Regions from separate parts of the Danio rerio genome. Here region 2 is linked to region 1. A link is a contact called in public Micro-C data. All regions are on one chromosome and are shown on one strand. Each heading gives the region's core, a stretch centred on a gene start, on an enhancer-like site or on the middle of the called end of the contact. The rest is flanking DNA. Distances are from core to core; before and after follow the strand shown. Region 1 holds the start of map7d3 (MAP7 domain containing 3). Region 2 overlaps arhgef6 (Rac/Cdc42 guanine nucleotide exchange factor (GEF) 6).

What was found. Hi-C and Micro-C count contacts between places; a contact is called where the count stands out from the background.
Region 2: a Micro-C map of caudal fin shows a contact between it and region 1, with 7 times the contacts expected there. The contact joins the enhancer-like site here to the promoter of map7d3 in region 1. A contact is called at or near these places in 2 of 18 Hi-C or Micro-C datasets (caudal fin and hematopoietic stem cells).

The regions. Positions count from the first base shown.
Region 1 is chr14:36,233,258-36,240,577 of GRCz12tu, reverse strand. map7d3 (MAP7 domain containing 3) reads left to right here and starts at 1,487. Exons shown (of 18, transcript XM_001922471.8): 1 at 1,487-1,548. The coding sequence starts at 1,503.
Region 2 is chr14:36,347,573-36,354,950 of GRCz12tu, reverse strand. It overlaps arhgef6 (Rac/Cdc42 guanine nucleotide exchange factor (GEF) 6), which reads left to right. Exons shown (of 22, transcript XR_012389811.1): 9 at 1-41; 10 at 6,992-7,130; 11 at 7,228-7,287. Among named protein-coding and RNA genes, the nearest start is that of arhgef6, 32 kb to the left of the region's middle. Within about 2 kb of position 5,665, at least 14 of the 62 cell types and tissues checked have an H3K27ac peak or open chromatin away from gene starts, as enhancers often do. A contact at or near this core is called in caudal fin, where this site is marked.

The DNA.
Region 1 (7,320 bases), core at 238-2,737:
TTGAAAATTCTGACTGAGGAAATGAGTTGTGCAGTTTGTTATTTCCCTACAGGCTACGGTTTTCGATATGTTTTAGTTGGTTTTTAATATGTTTTAACATATTCCTAATTGTTTTTGTTAATGATGATAAATGAATAATTATTTTTCATCCTTTTTATTCAAAACGATTAATCTAAAAATCTAATCTCATGAATTAATTACAGTTTAAACTCACATTTCTAAATAAACACTTCATGGTAAATCAGTATGGGAAGCACTTTGACAAAATTGTAGGAATTTTTTTTGTTGCATCAAAATATGTGGTTATGATCACCATCCGACAAGCTAATCCAGCAAATATTAGACCTTAATATGTCACTAAAATGCTGTATTTGAACCTTATAATTTAATAGAAATTTTGAATAATAATAATAATAGTATAGCATAATAATAATAATATAAATAATAATAATAAAATAAATAATAATAATAATAATAATAGTAATAATAATAATAATAATAATCATTATTATTATTATTATTATTACTATTATTATTATTACTCTATTATTATTATTATTATTATTATTATTATTATTATTATTATTATATCGCATAATAAAATATTACTTATACTATAAATAATTTAATAAAATGTGACATTAAAATGACACAATGATAAAATACTAGAGTTAAAGTATAATTTTTAGCATAAATCCTTAAAATTAAAATCTACCTGTTTCTTTGAGTAACAAAATATATTATACCATTAAACTTAAAAAGATTCTTAATTTATTTTTACTCAAGCCTTTTTAAATTTAGATATGGAGTGAAACACATGCAAACTTTGATGTCAGTAGTGAGTTTAGCATTGAGAACTTTAAAATGCATTCGGTAAATTTAGTGATATAAGTTATAAATAAACTTAAATATATGAATATACAAATAAAAAAAACAATATGCAAAGCAAATATAAAAATAATTGTGTGCTACAGTATGTTACTAAAATTACAAAAAATATTTGAAGAGAACAATCAAAGCCATGTAGGCCTAAACTATTGTACAATATATATATATATATATATATATATATATATATATATATATATATATATATATATATATATATATATATATATATATATATATATATATATATATATATATATATATATATATATGAAAATAACAATTTAAACATTTTGAAGGCATTCGCAGGTCCAATAATATTACGTTTTATATTATGATGAAGACAACACGTTGTTTCCTAAATTAAATACATGATGTCAACTATGACAGCTAAATATGTTTTCAGACATTCTCTAGCACCCCCTCGCGGATTCAATTTGAAACGCCATCGCTGCGTCCCAGGGCTTCTGAGTGCAGTTTTTAGTGTATGCAGTGCGGCGCTAGATGTCGCTGTCGCCGTGTGTCTGCTGCTGCGCGCACCCGGTAGAGCAGTGGCGTCCTCGCGCGCCTCTCATGTGTCAGCGCCAAACAGCAGGGAAAAAACTTCGGCAAAAATGGCGGAGGGTGCAACGTCTCTCAAAGGGTTGCGGGCGCAAATGGGTAAGAATTCAATGATTTACAACTTCTTTTGGCAAGTTCTCGTTACCCAGTCCAGTCATGTGACACATCTTTAGTGCTGTGGCTTTGTTTGGAGGTTGTTTGGTCGGCCGAAGGTTTAAATCCGTTACTTTCATTGAGGCGGTTGAGGGGGAAAGAGTTAGCGGGCTCAGATGGACGGATAACGGCCAGCTAACTGCTAAACTTACTACAGCAACCGGCAACAAGTTTGTGATTGTTCTCTAGTCTGGTCTTGTGGAGTTTAATGCTCATGTCGCATCAATTAACGAGGTTTTGAGGCTATGTTGTGTCCGTTGGGTCTGTATGGAGCTTTCATATAAGTGATGTCTCGCTTGACAGGGACACATCATCATCCCATCTCATCTCCATGTCGTTTTGTTTACTACTTATAGTGTATTATTTCACATTATACACCATAAAACCCTAAAATGTTCCTTTAAACGTGTGTCAATGAGTTCTAAATGCACTTCCCATTTGAACGTTAGCAACAATAGTGAAACTAATGTCGAAATGATTCATTGTGTAAACTATAATTACCTTATATCGATTTTAGTTATTACAGTTAGCTTTTGCTATTGAACTGTACATGTAAACAGCATCAGTGGATATTTAGTAAATATTTAGCTGTATCTGTCGTTTGATGAGTGTTTGACTTGCGGATGCTGTTGGCCATCTTGGTCAGTAATTGCTAAACAGGATGTCTACATATGACTCTCATTACACTTGCAGATGGACTCATAACCTGATGCTGTACCATCCGATTATTTAACCATCTCATTATTCAGCATCTTTGCAGTTGTCATGTGCAGCAAACCAAACTCTGTTTACTAGTTCCTCCCTCCTGGGAAAACATGCATGCTTTGCATGCTCGTCTGCATTGCTAATGAGGAATGATTTTGTGTATAGCTTGTGTAAATAATAGACTGGTAACCTTAGCTTTTACTTTGGCCTGTGGTTAATTTCATAGAGTGTTAAAAGTTTTTAAGGCCTGTTGTGTAAGGAACATAACAGCCCTGGAGAACTTCTGCTTTTTGTGTGCCATTTTATTATTTTTCATAGTTGTTAAGCTCATTGAATTGAGCTCATTGAATCGTCAGAAGCAGGTCACAGTGTGGTTACAAACCTCAAAGTGGGTTCACATCGAGATCTGCATCCTGGCAATGCAGACATAATGTAGGGTGGAGTTTAGTGGTCCAGAAACTTCACATATTTGGTCAAGGCAGCCTGCAAGTGCTTGAATGCCAGTAACTCTGTTTTAAGGTCTATTTATTTATTTATTTTTATTTTTTTGTGTGTGTGTCCAGTGCATTCTTTGCATTTAAAAAAAGTTGTTATTATTGAAGTGCACAAAATATAATGACTCTTTAGAGTCATGTGATATTGAGCTGTTTTGTTTTTGTAATCCACCAGGCTTGTTATAAGTCAATATTAAAACTGGTAGCACCTTTGTTTATAGGGCGTGCTCATCATTCTAGGCTGTCAGAATGAGGGCTTTAATTCTCCTTGTTACTTACTCTGTGCCTCTCCTCTCTTGGTTGTTATTTGAAAGTCATTTAGACTTTGAAGACTCCAGTATACACTGTCGAAGACATTTGTGAAGCAAAATATATTATTCCTTTTTTCAGCCCTACAGGTGTTGTATGCCGAGTTCTAGAGATATTTGTTTAAGTACTGAGGCAGTCAAATGCCTGTGGCAGCCTTTCTACTAAATCATATTTACATTGTTTTTTTGCATGTTTTGCAACACTTTCGAAGTGAATTGGTTAGGAAATGACAGGAAAGGTATCTAGTTTTAAACAGAATATGAATCTGGTAATGCTTTACGTTGGATTTTGTACACATCAAATCAGAGGTAAGATTGTTTACTACACAGTCGTGGTTCACTGACAAGCTTTGAAATGTTGCATTTAATATCGCTCAAGCTTTATTATCGACCCGTAATAAAGATTTTCTTTTAGCCATTAGCACTGATGTTTTTGCTTCCTGGTGAACTAGGGCCCTCAAACCCTCTAGTTTTTCACAATTATTTGGTGAAGTTTTTTTTTGGACTGATTTTGTGGTGGTAATTCCCAGGAATTTGAGGACAATTTTGCTATAAAAATATATATAAATATAAATATGTTCATATAATATATTATTTATCGTATTAGGTAGCCTACTATGTTAGGTGTTAGGGCTGCTCGATTATGGGAAAAATCATAATCACGATTATTTTGGTCATAATTGTAATCACGATTATTCAAAAAGATTATCAGTTGAACTCAAAATTATTTGTCCTCCTGTGAATTTATTTTTATATATAAATATTTCCCAAATGATGTTTTAACAGAGGTTTTTTTTTTTTTTTACAGTATTTCATATAATATTTTTTCTTCTGGAAAAGGCTTGTTTGTTTTATTTCAGCTAGAATAAAAGCAGGTTTGAATAATTTGAAACTTATTTTAATAGCTCGATATTATTAGCCCCTTTAAGCAATATAGATGTTTGATTGTCTGCAGAAGAAACTACTGTTATACTATGACTTGTCTATTTACCCTAATTAAGCCTTTGAATGTCACTTTAAGCTGAATACTAGTATCTTGAAAAATGTCTAGTAAAATATAATGTGCTGTCGTCATAGCAAAGATAAAAGAAATCAGTTATTAGAGATGAGTTATTAAATCTGTTATGTTTAAACTGTGCTTTAAGCATCTTCACTGTATTTTTGATTTTATTATTGATTAATAATAAAAACAGTTGGCAGCAGCAGGTATATCGCACGCTGTCACTTAAAGAACGGTGGGGCTCTGATATGGTTTCTCTTTCACATGTCGTTTGATTCTCAACTTGTTAGTTTATTACACAAATGAGGGTTATTATCAATAGTCACTAAACACCGCGCTCTGACACAAATGTGCATGTATTTGACCATTAAAGCACTCACATTAAGATCGCGTTAGATGTGTGTGTGCTCTGCTGTCCGAGGCTAAGCGCGGCGCGCGTGCAAACTCACACACATGCTACCTGTCAGAGGCTAAGCACGGCGCACACACACACAACAGCACATGCTCTTTTGCGCTTTTAAAAATATGAATGATGCGCATCCCGTGCTGCAAAAGTTACATTACAGCACATGCTTTTAGTCATTTTCACGTGGAACTAAGCTTTGCAGAGGCAAAGAGTTTTCACACCTGTACAACTGGAAGGGTGGCGGTACATGATGGAATAATCGTTTATCTCGATTAATGGTTTTTCATAATCGTTAAAAGCCAAAATCGAAATCGGATTTTTGATTAATTGCACATCCCTATTAGGTGTGCAATCTGACACGATTACTATGACTCTAATCATGAAAATAAAACTTCTTTATTTTGGACTCTTGCCAAAACAAGACCTAAAACAGATCTAAAATGGAAGAGATTAAGCCAAAGGAAGGTTGTATAACTTATTTCGATCCACGATCTTACTTTCTCTTTCTCAGATTTCGCTCCATGGAGCATCTGACATCATGTACCTCACTCTGGACATGGATCTTTGAACCAGTCTCCATGATTGTAAACTACTTGCTGTTCTGTCCGTTCCACTGCTCCATTTGATAGATGTTTGCTCACACTTTCTTTTGCAGTCGCCTAAAGCAAGTCAAAAGCACATTCATTCATACATTTTCTTGTCGGCTTAGTCCCTTTATTAATTCGGGGTCACCACAGCGGAATGAACCGCCAACTTATCCAGCAAGTTTTTACACAGCGGATGCCCTTCCAGGCACAAGCCATCTCTGGGAAACATCCACACACACATTCACATACACACTCGTACACTACGGACAATTTAGCCTACCCAATTCACCTGTACCGCATGTCTTTGAACTGTGGGGGAAACCGGAGCACCCGGAGGAAACCCACGCGAAGGCAGGGAGAACATGCAAACTCCACACAAAAACGCCAACTGAGCCTAGGTTCGACCCAGCGACCTTCTTGCTGTGAGGGGACAGCACTACCTACTGCGCCACTGCCTCACCGTCAAAAGCACAAAACGCCAAATTTGCACCATAAATTGCCTAATCCCATTTTTGCATTGACTTGACGTGTAAATCACTTGTGCCTCACCCATGTCTGCTTGCTGCACAGCCCCCCCTCCATGAAATGTTATGATTGTGAGGGCGCAGATGAGAAGTCATATTTCGAGAGACACTGAAATACATCATGTGCGAGGCATATGCATCGTCTATAAGTCATGTAAAACAATTAATTGCAAACTGAAATAAATCTGATTTAATTGTATGGGTTGGAATTGGATGTTTTATGAGATTTAAAAAATCGGATTATTTTGTGTTTAAATTATGAATTTTGCAGGATCACAAAAAAATGTAAGACTTTTTGGTAATTTTGCCATGGATTGAGCAAACACAAAATCGCAAAAAACTAGGGAGTCTGGTTGCTGCTACATCTGAAAGCACATGAAAACACTGCATTCAATAAAAAATGTACAATTTTACTCTAACTTCGTAACTTCAGTCAAGTGTTTGAAATAAATCATTCCATGAGATTATTTCATAGTCATGTGATTATTAGTCACATTGAGACAATGAATAAAAGTTAAATCTTCTGTTTATTCAACAACAGTCATAGATTTTTTTTAGGATTTCTTAATCTTTCTTTCTTTCTTTCTTTTAATCTATCTTAGGGGGGTTTATATTTAATGCTATAGGACATGGTATTACAGGCAGAAAAGCATGGGGAACAGAGAGAGGCAAATGATCTTTAGCACACTGATTGTGTGAGTTTTAAACTCTTTCTGCTTTGATTTGTCATCTCATGCTAGCATTAAGCACTGTTGGAAAGCTAAGGCAGAGCACCCTAAAATGTAACTTTTAAATCTTTTTGTCATTCTAACGTCAGAGTGCTGTGTAGTGGAATGCAGCAGAGCAGTGCAATGATTACAGGTAATGTGGGTGAGGATACAATACGGCCACTTCTAATTATTGGGTGGGAACTGATCCAAAAAAAGGTATTATTGTTACGGACCTGCACTGTATACTGTGATAATGGCCTGTGGTTTACCTAACCAATAGTGTTAACAGTAACAAAATATGAGATAAAAACATGTTCATTCAAGCAGATGTTTTATTTTTGCTTTATCCTACAAATCTTTGAGCTTTTTATCATGACTCATTTTTCGTGGTTAGTCCATCAGGTGAACTGAACAACTTTTTGTCAGAAAAGCCTCAAATATTAAACTTATATGATGGAAATATCAAAATCTATTAGTTAAATGATTTTCCATTGGTTAAACACTTTTGTGCAATGAACCATGTGAAATTACACCTTTATCAATCATTAAACTGTGACTATCATCATAATGTTTGCAAATCTTGCATTTTAAAAAAAGATGCGTTTTCAATGAACCTTTGCTGCAAATGTGTTGTGTACATGTCAATTTACACTTGCTTAAAAGTCCAGAGGTGGTGTTGATGCGTTCATTAGCCTATCGGAAGCAAGAGTGACCTACTGTTCGCACGTCATCATTACCATGCTGTCTCTTGAAATAGCTCAAGCTTACATAGCCCAAGTGTCCACACTAATCCTGTTCAAGAACTGCATTGTGGATAGAGATAGGGTTGTGTTAACCAAGCAGTCACTGTGTAGTCAGCTAGATCATCTTGACTTGTGTCATATGTATTGATGCGTTCAATTAATCAGTATGCTGTTGTTTATTATATCTGTATGGTTTAACATGCCTTTACAGAAATGTTGGATATTTTTAACTCATCACTTT
Region 2 (7,378 bases), core at 4,416-6,915, 110 kb before region 1:
TCCAGTCATCCCTCTGCAGTGTGTGTGCTCACTGATCACAGGTCAGTCTCCATGCAGAGGCGCTCAATTGTCTTCAAGAATTTTAAGTTAGTGCTGCACAATACATTTTTCTGAATTTTGATACAAAAATGCATGATGTTAACTTGTTTCTAACTTACAGCATTTGGCTATGCCTGTCAACTTTTGAAAAATTAACTCACAGTGGAAAATGTAAATAAGTGTCTGCCACTGAAACTGAGAGAGCGGTTGTCAAATGAAGATCTTTTCAACCACAGTTTCATTTTATTTTCTGTATTACAAAAAGTCAAATAAGTAATGAATATTTTGTTCGAACTTTTAGTTGTCTATTCAGTATTGTGGAAGAGTGTTAATCTTTTGCTTTGTGCCAAAACTTCTGATTCTCTATTTATAATGACTTATGCAGCTTTAATCCAAACCCATAACACTTCACCTATAGTCAGGGTGTCCCCAGGGTCTGAAAGTATTAAAATGTCACCCTAATTTCAAAAAGGCATAAACAAGTCTTAAATTGACCGAAATTTTCTGTTGTAGGACTTAAGTATTTTATTTTTAAAAATTCAATACGTCTTAAACAGGTCTTACTTTTCCTTTGTCTGTGTAAATCTATCAAATCAGGCCAACACACATCCAGTCAACAGTCCATCTCAGTAAAATCAAAAATTATTTATTTACATTTGTTTATTAACGCTATTTACCAATAAGGTTTAATTATCTTCCTTATATCCTTACAAAAATGTTTAAACGTTGATACTTGCTTCATGTATTGATAGCTAAATGGTAAGGACACTGACCTGAACAGTTTGTTGTGCATAAATGTTGTTTATTATAGTTTTTAAAAACTTTTTTTAAAGCATTTTTTTTTTTCAGAAATGTTTTGCTGAAAAAATATGTACAGTATGTACAGTAAGTCTGACAATATTTTTTCTTCTGGAGAAAGTCTTATTTGTTTTATTTCGGCTAGAAAAAGCAGTTTTTTATTTTTTTTAAAAAACATTTTAAGGTCAAGTATTAACCCCTTTAGGTTATATTTTTTTCGATAGTCTAAAGCAGTGGTTCTCAAACTGTGGTACGCGTACCACTAGTGGTACGCGGGCTTCCTCCTAGTGGTACGCGGAGGAATCGCCAAATAATGAAATAAACAATTAACACTTTTAATCCTTTGATGCGTACTATAACATCGATGTGATCAGCATTGGCTGTTTAGTGAAGCGTACGATCACAGCTCTGTGCTTAGAGTGTTTATTTTAGTGCATTGTGTCATAAGCTGCTGAATATCAGTTTCCGAAGTTTAAGAATTGGTTCTGAAGCGTGATTTGACTGACATGAAAAGTAGCCAATCACAGTCGACCTTTTCTAGTTTTGCGTGAAACGTAAGGGCGGGACAAAGGCTTTCTGTGTTGCAGAGACAGAAAAAACAAATTAAAAACAAATGTTTTGTTGGAATAATGCTTCTCGGATGTTTTCACTATAGAAATGTCTAGCAGAGTTATTAAACCGCGGACATATTTCCTGCCTATTTTATGATCTACAAACACGTTTCGCTCTCCCGACAGCGAGTCGACTCGCCTCTGACCTGTCACTCCTCTATACAGTCTGAATGGCGGCGCGGGAATGGAGGTATTGCGCAATAACTCATTTCTGCAAATGTGGCGAGTGCTTTGTTTTATCACGAGAGCGCATTCATGTACGCAAATCGCTAAAACAGATATGCGAGCTCTTAAATAGGCTTTTTTTCAAATGAACTGCAAGTGCTCTCATGATTGCCTGCGTGCTCAGATTGAATACAATCGCGATCTTTGCACTATTAAAGTAGACATTTATCTTTGCTCCTTGACTAATTTTAGTCAAAAGTATTTAAATTTATCAAGTATTTAGAAATAGATTGATGCATAATCGATGACAATGCTAATGGTCTTGTTTGGCTGTGTTGTGAAGTGAAACTTACTTTTAGCAAAGGTGGAATTTGTTTATTTCTTTACGACAAAAGAATTATGCTGGAAATGTTTCTGGATGAGGTATTTGTGTGATTTACACATTTAGCTGTATTCTGATCTGTCTTAAAGCATTACAGGTCAAAGCAATCCATTGTTAGTTATTGTTTATTTATCAAAATTAACAATAAAGCTCTTAAAGCACTGCTTTGATAAATGTAGTGTTGTCATATTTCAAATACCTCAAGTAGAATTAAGTCATTTGTTTTATTTTTTTAACTGACAGTGTACTTGTATTTTTTTAAAGTTTGTATTTTAGATTAAGATCAAGTGTAAAATAAAATCTCCATGTGATGTACAGCTATTTAAGAAAATAAATTTGCCATATTGTAAAGAAAAATAGTGTAAAATATGCAAATAAAAGGCTAAATTTAAATCTTTTTACCATATACTTTAATTTAACCTTTCAAAGCTTGAAAATATTGTTTAAAAAATGGGCAAAAACTGTCTTGATGGCCTTAAAGATTATGTGGTAGTTTTACCAGTGCTATTAAAAAAGATTAATTGTCATGAAAGGAAAAATCAGTCACACTTCCTTTGTTAGTGCAAGTTCCTATACATGTAGCTTTGGGATTTAAGCAATTAAACCATTCAATCAAGTTTACACTTAAAAAAAGTGATTTCATAAGGAAAATCAGATTTTTTTAAACTAGTACTTATTAAAAGAGTACTTTGTACTTTTACCTAATATTAGTATTATTTACTAAAATTTGTTTTATTTTAGCTGTGTAATAGTATTTTTACTTGAGTACAAAAAAGATTTCACAAGCATTTAGTGCAGGTTTATTATATTATTAATATATGGTTAATAATTATTATTATTATTATTATTAATGGTTTTTATTTGTATCTATTCCTATAATGTTTTATGGGTTGCTGACAATACATTTCAGGTCTTCAATACATAGCATGTCAGTCTTGAAAAAAATAGGTGCTGGAATTGATTTTCATTAGGCTGTCCCTGTATGAACCCTGTCATGTACATTTAACATTTATTTCAAGATTTGTCTGAAAGTGTATGAATATGACATATAGCCTATATTTATGAGGTCCAAGCAACATTTCCAACTTTTGATGAATAGGCTACTATGAAAACTTTGGATTTAAGTACTGCAGTTTTCTTTTTACTTTGTAAGAACAGTGCCATTTTTTAATGAACTTTTAAAAGCACATTTTAACTAAAACGTTTTTTTTTTTTTTTTTTTACCTGCAAGCACAGTTAATGTTCAGACTATTTAAAATGTTTAAAGTGACTGACAATAATACATATTCTTAATAATAGAAATTAATCTGCATCGTTTTTAACAATGTGCACACCTGTAGCTGCTTAATTAGGCCTACAACGCTATTTTTTTAATACTGGTTAAAAAATAGCGTCGTAAGGTGGTACTTGAAGAGACAACTTTTTTCTAAGGTGGTACTTGGTGAAAAAAGTTTGAGAACCACTGGTCTAAAGAACAAACCATCATTATACAATAACTTGCCTAATTCCCTGACCTGCCTATTTACCCCAATTAACCTAGTTAAGCCTTTAAATGTCACTTTAAGCTAAATGAAATATCTAGTCAAATATTTTTTTGCTGTACGCATGGCAGAGATAAAATAAATCAGATATTATAAACGAGTTATCAAAACTATCTTGTTTAAAAATGTGTAAAAACTTCAATTCAACTTCAACTTCAATTGTATTTAACTAGAGTTTGCTTGTTTTAACACATTATTAGAAATATGTGGATAAAAATAACTTTCAAAAGAATTAGACTTAAAAAATATGTATTTTTTGAAATTTAATTCACAATGGTCTTAATGTCTTAAATTTCACTTGGTGAAACCAGCAGAAACCCTGTTCAAAACACAGTCCGATTCCTTTTATATGTACATTTATTAATTTAACAGACACGTTTATCCATTTCACCTAAGTTTTAAAAGGTAGGTGATGTCAGGTTAATCCATATTAGGAATGCAATGATTAATCAATTTTACTATTAACCTTGCTTTATTTCTTCAAGGTAAAGTAATCGTACAGCCTTCTCAACACCCCGTTTCTGCATGGAACAGAAGCGTTTCTGTGCTTTCCAGACATACCTAGTTGAAAATTCAGTGAGCATACCACGAGTCACGTGACAAGAACTGACCAGTCAGCTTTATACTTTGTATGGAATAAACGCATTTTCTACTCCAGAGAGAAAAAATATATACAAAATGAAAATACCAGGCAGTTTTGTAAAATAGTTGATCAAAAGTGCCTTTCAGACAGGTTCAGCAGCCTTTCACTACATTTTGTTCTCTTTAAAAGGGAAACACTTAGCTAATACTTGCTAATATGTAGATTAGATTTATTAGACATTAGACAAAAACACAATTTTTATTTATTCTTATATTTATTTATTTATTTATTGTTCCAAATTTATTTTCAGTGTAAATTTATAACTTATATTTAAATGCCACAAACTTCTTTCATTTATTTTTAAGTCCAAAGAGAGGACTATTGTTTGTTTTTTTTATTATTTTGTGCTGTATTATTTGGTTGGTTACTGAGCAGCAATAAATAACACTTTAAATAATAAGACGTTTTCGTGTGATTTTCTAAACTAGTAGTGTTTAGAAATGAACAAATGCATAATTATCGTGATAACCATGAAACCATGTGATTTATTCCTACTAAAACTATAATCGTACAACCAAAATATTTAATCGTTGCATCCCTAATCCAAATAAATCTACCTGTATCAAATAAAATTATATGATGACCAGATTTAGGTTTTCATTTCACATGATACTTCAACACACATGCATAGAGCACATCACTTATGGTAAATGTTATTTTTTGACTGGATGACAAGAACCACTGAAATTTGTTCAAGAAAGAATGGTAATTTGATGGTAAATTACATTTTAAATCAACAGTTCACCCAAAATAAGAATTCCATTACACACTCTTCACGGCAAGCATTTGTCAATTGCAATGGAGTTTTTTTACTTCCTAAAAATGAGCAACTACAGTTCCTTATTTGCTGTTGATTTCTTTGAAGCTGCCAAAATGTTAATTTTAGACCATCAAAATAGATTGTGTTGCGAGCAAAACTGCCTTGTTTTCAAAATGTTTATTTTCATCGTTTAAACATAAATCTCATCAAATATTTTAGGGTAGTAGTTCACACAAAAATGTCAATTCTGTCATCATTTACTCACTCTTTACTTGTTTGAAACCTTTTATTAGTTCCTTCTTCTGTTAAACATATAAGGATATACTTTGCAGAATGCCAAAAACCTGTCACCTGTTGTTCTGAAGTATAAAGATGAACCACCAGGTGTCACTACTAAGCTTTCATTCTCCCTAAACAAGCAAGCGAGTCTAGTGACTAAACAAACAAACATACGTTCCCTTTTGCTCTTACCTACAAACCTACTGCCCTGTTTCCATTCTTTTTCTTTTTTTTTTTTCTTTTTTTGGCTTGTACTTGTAAACTTCAAGTATTCCGAAATGCCTGAGCCACAATTTACACACTTCCTGTATGATGAATTACACCAGGGTTTCTGTCAGTTTTCTCCTTCCACCTCTTAATGCTCCACGACAGAAGGAGAGAGTGAAAAGGCAGGCAGGCCTCAAGCACAGGAAACAGCACGAAACTCGACAGGATATCTATAGCTGTGGTTATGCTGATGGAGGCAGAACAGACACTTCTGATTGTGTTTGCTCAATTGCAGATCACTGTGCAGCATTGTTGCAGCTTTTTTCCATTGTTTGATGGTGTACTCGAGGCAAGCATTCAGATGATTCATCTTTAGTCTATATAGTTTTAGTTTATCACTTCAGGATCTCCAACACTCGCTCATGTCACTTTCTGCTGCTTGTTTATATGAGTATGCATTGATTGAAAATGGTTAAAATGTTTGTTTGTTTTTTGTCAGTGATTTAATTTGTGATATATTTTAAGTCTAATTGAAAGACTTTGCATTATATAGAGGTCAGTATACATGAGTTAAAGATGTCTGATTTTGTCTTCATCATCAAATAGAATTTACAAACGTGAGCTAATGAAGTTTAGTGAATGCAAGTAAAGTTTTACTTTTCACACATTCTTTTTCACAACTTGTTAAAATAGATCAAAACTTGGGCAAAATGATATACTGTCATTCAGTGTAACAGAAACATTTATTTAAATATGACAATGAAATCCTTATTTTATGTCTTGCCATTTTTTATTAGAATTAAGGATACGTGATCATAGTAATGCTGAGTTATATTTTATCTAAATGTTTAAATATTTTTTTGCTGACGAATAGCTAAAATGTTGTAGTTTATTACTGGATAAAAGCAAAGCACACTGGGTTGTTTAAACCTAATGTTCATTAAAATATGGCCAAATTCAACAAGGGCTTAATTAATTTATTTGTTATTATTTCAATTACATTTTTCAAATCAACTGTTGGGTCTTCATTTTTTACAATGCATGAACCTGCAAAATTACTATTCCTTTTTATTTTTGGCATATATTCTTTCTCTTATTAAATAAAAAAAACTATTTTAATAAATCTATTTTAATAAATAACTTTTTTTTAAATCCCAGGTTCTGCAGATTGCAATGTCCCAAATTTTCATTGCTAATCTTAGGCCAATTGTAATCGTTTGTTTTGGTTCAATTTAGAAAAGCAGAGCCCTGGGGAACAGAGCGAGTGCTCCGACTTGCAAGTCACTTGAATTGGTATTTTGGGGGTCGCAAGCTGAAAAGTTTGGGAACCCATGCATTAGATAAAACTGAAATCATTTAAAATTCTAATTCTTAGACAAAAGTTAACCTCCAAACTTTAAAGCAAGATGTTGGTATTTCCATAACTGTTGCAAAAAAATAAAAAAAAATAATCAATTATTAGTCAGTCATTAAAACAGATTCAGCAATTACTAAAAGAAACAGGCAGAATGTAATTGTAAATAAAATCACAACAAATCAATTTCCAATTTTTTTTTTCATGAACAGTGAGGAGCTGGACAAGTTCATGGAGAGCCAAGGTGCCAGTGCTCCAGGTATCCTGACCCTCACCACTAGCCTGAGCAAACCCTTTATGAGACTCGACAAATATCCCACACTCCTGCAGGAACTAGAACGACACGTCGAGGTAATTGCAAGCTAATAATGGCATTGACAACCATAAAAATTACTATAAAAAAAAGTAATTCATTAAAAGCGCAATTTTTCCTTTTTTGTGCTTGCAGGAAGCTCATCCAGATTACAGCGACATTCTGAAAGCAACAGCAGCTTTTAAAAATCTTGTGGTACGTCAAATCTTGCTTCTTGTTTGGCACCTGAAGCTTCTTCTAACTAGTGTGTGATTTTTCACTTTTTTTTTTTTGACCAATGTTTCCT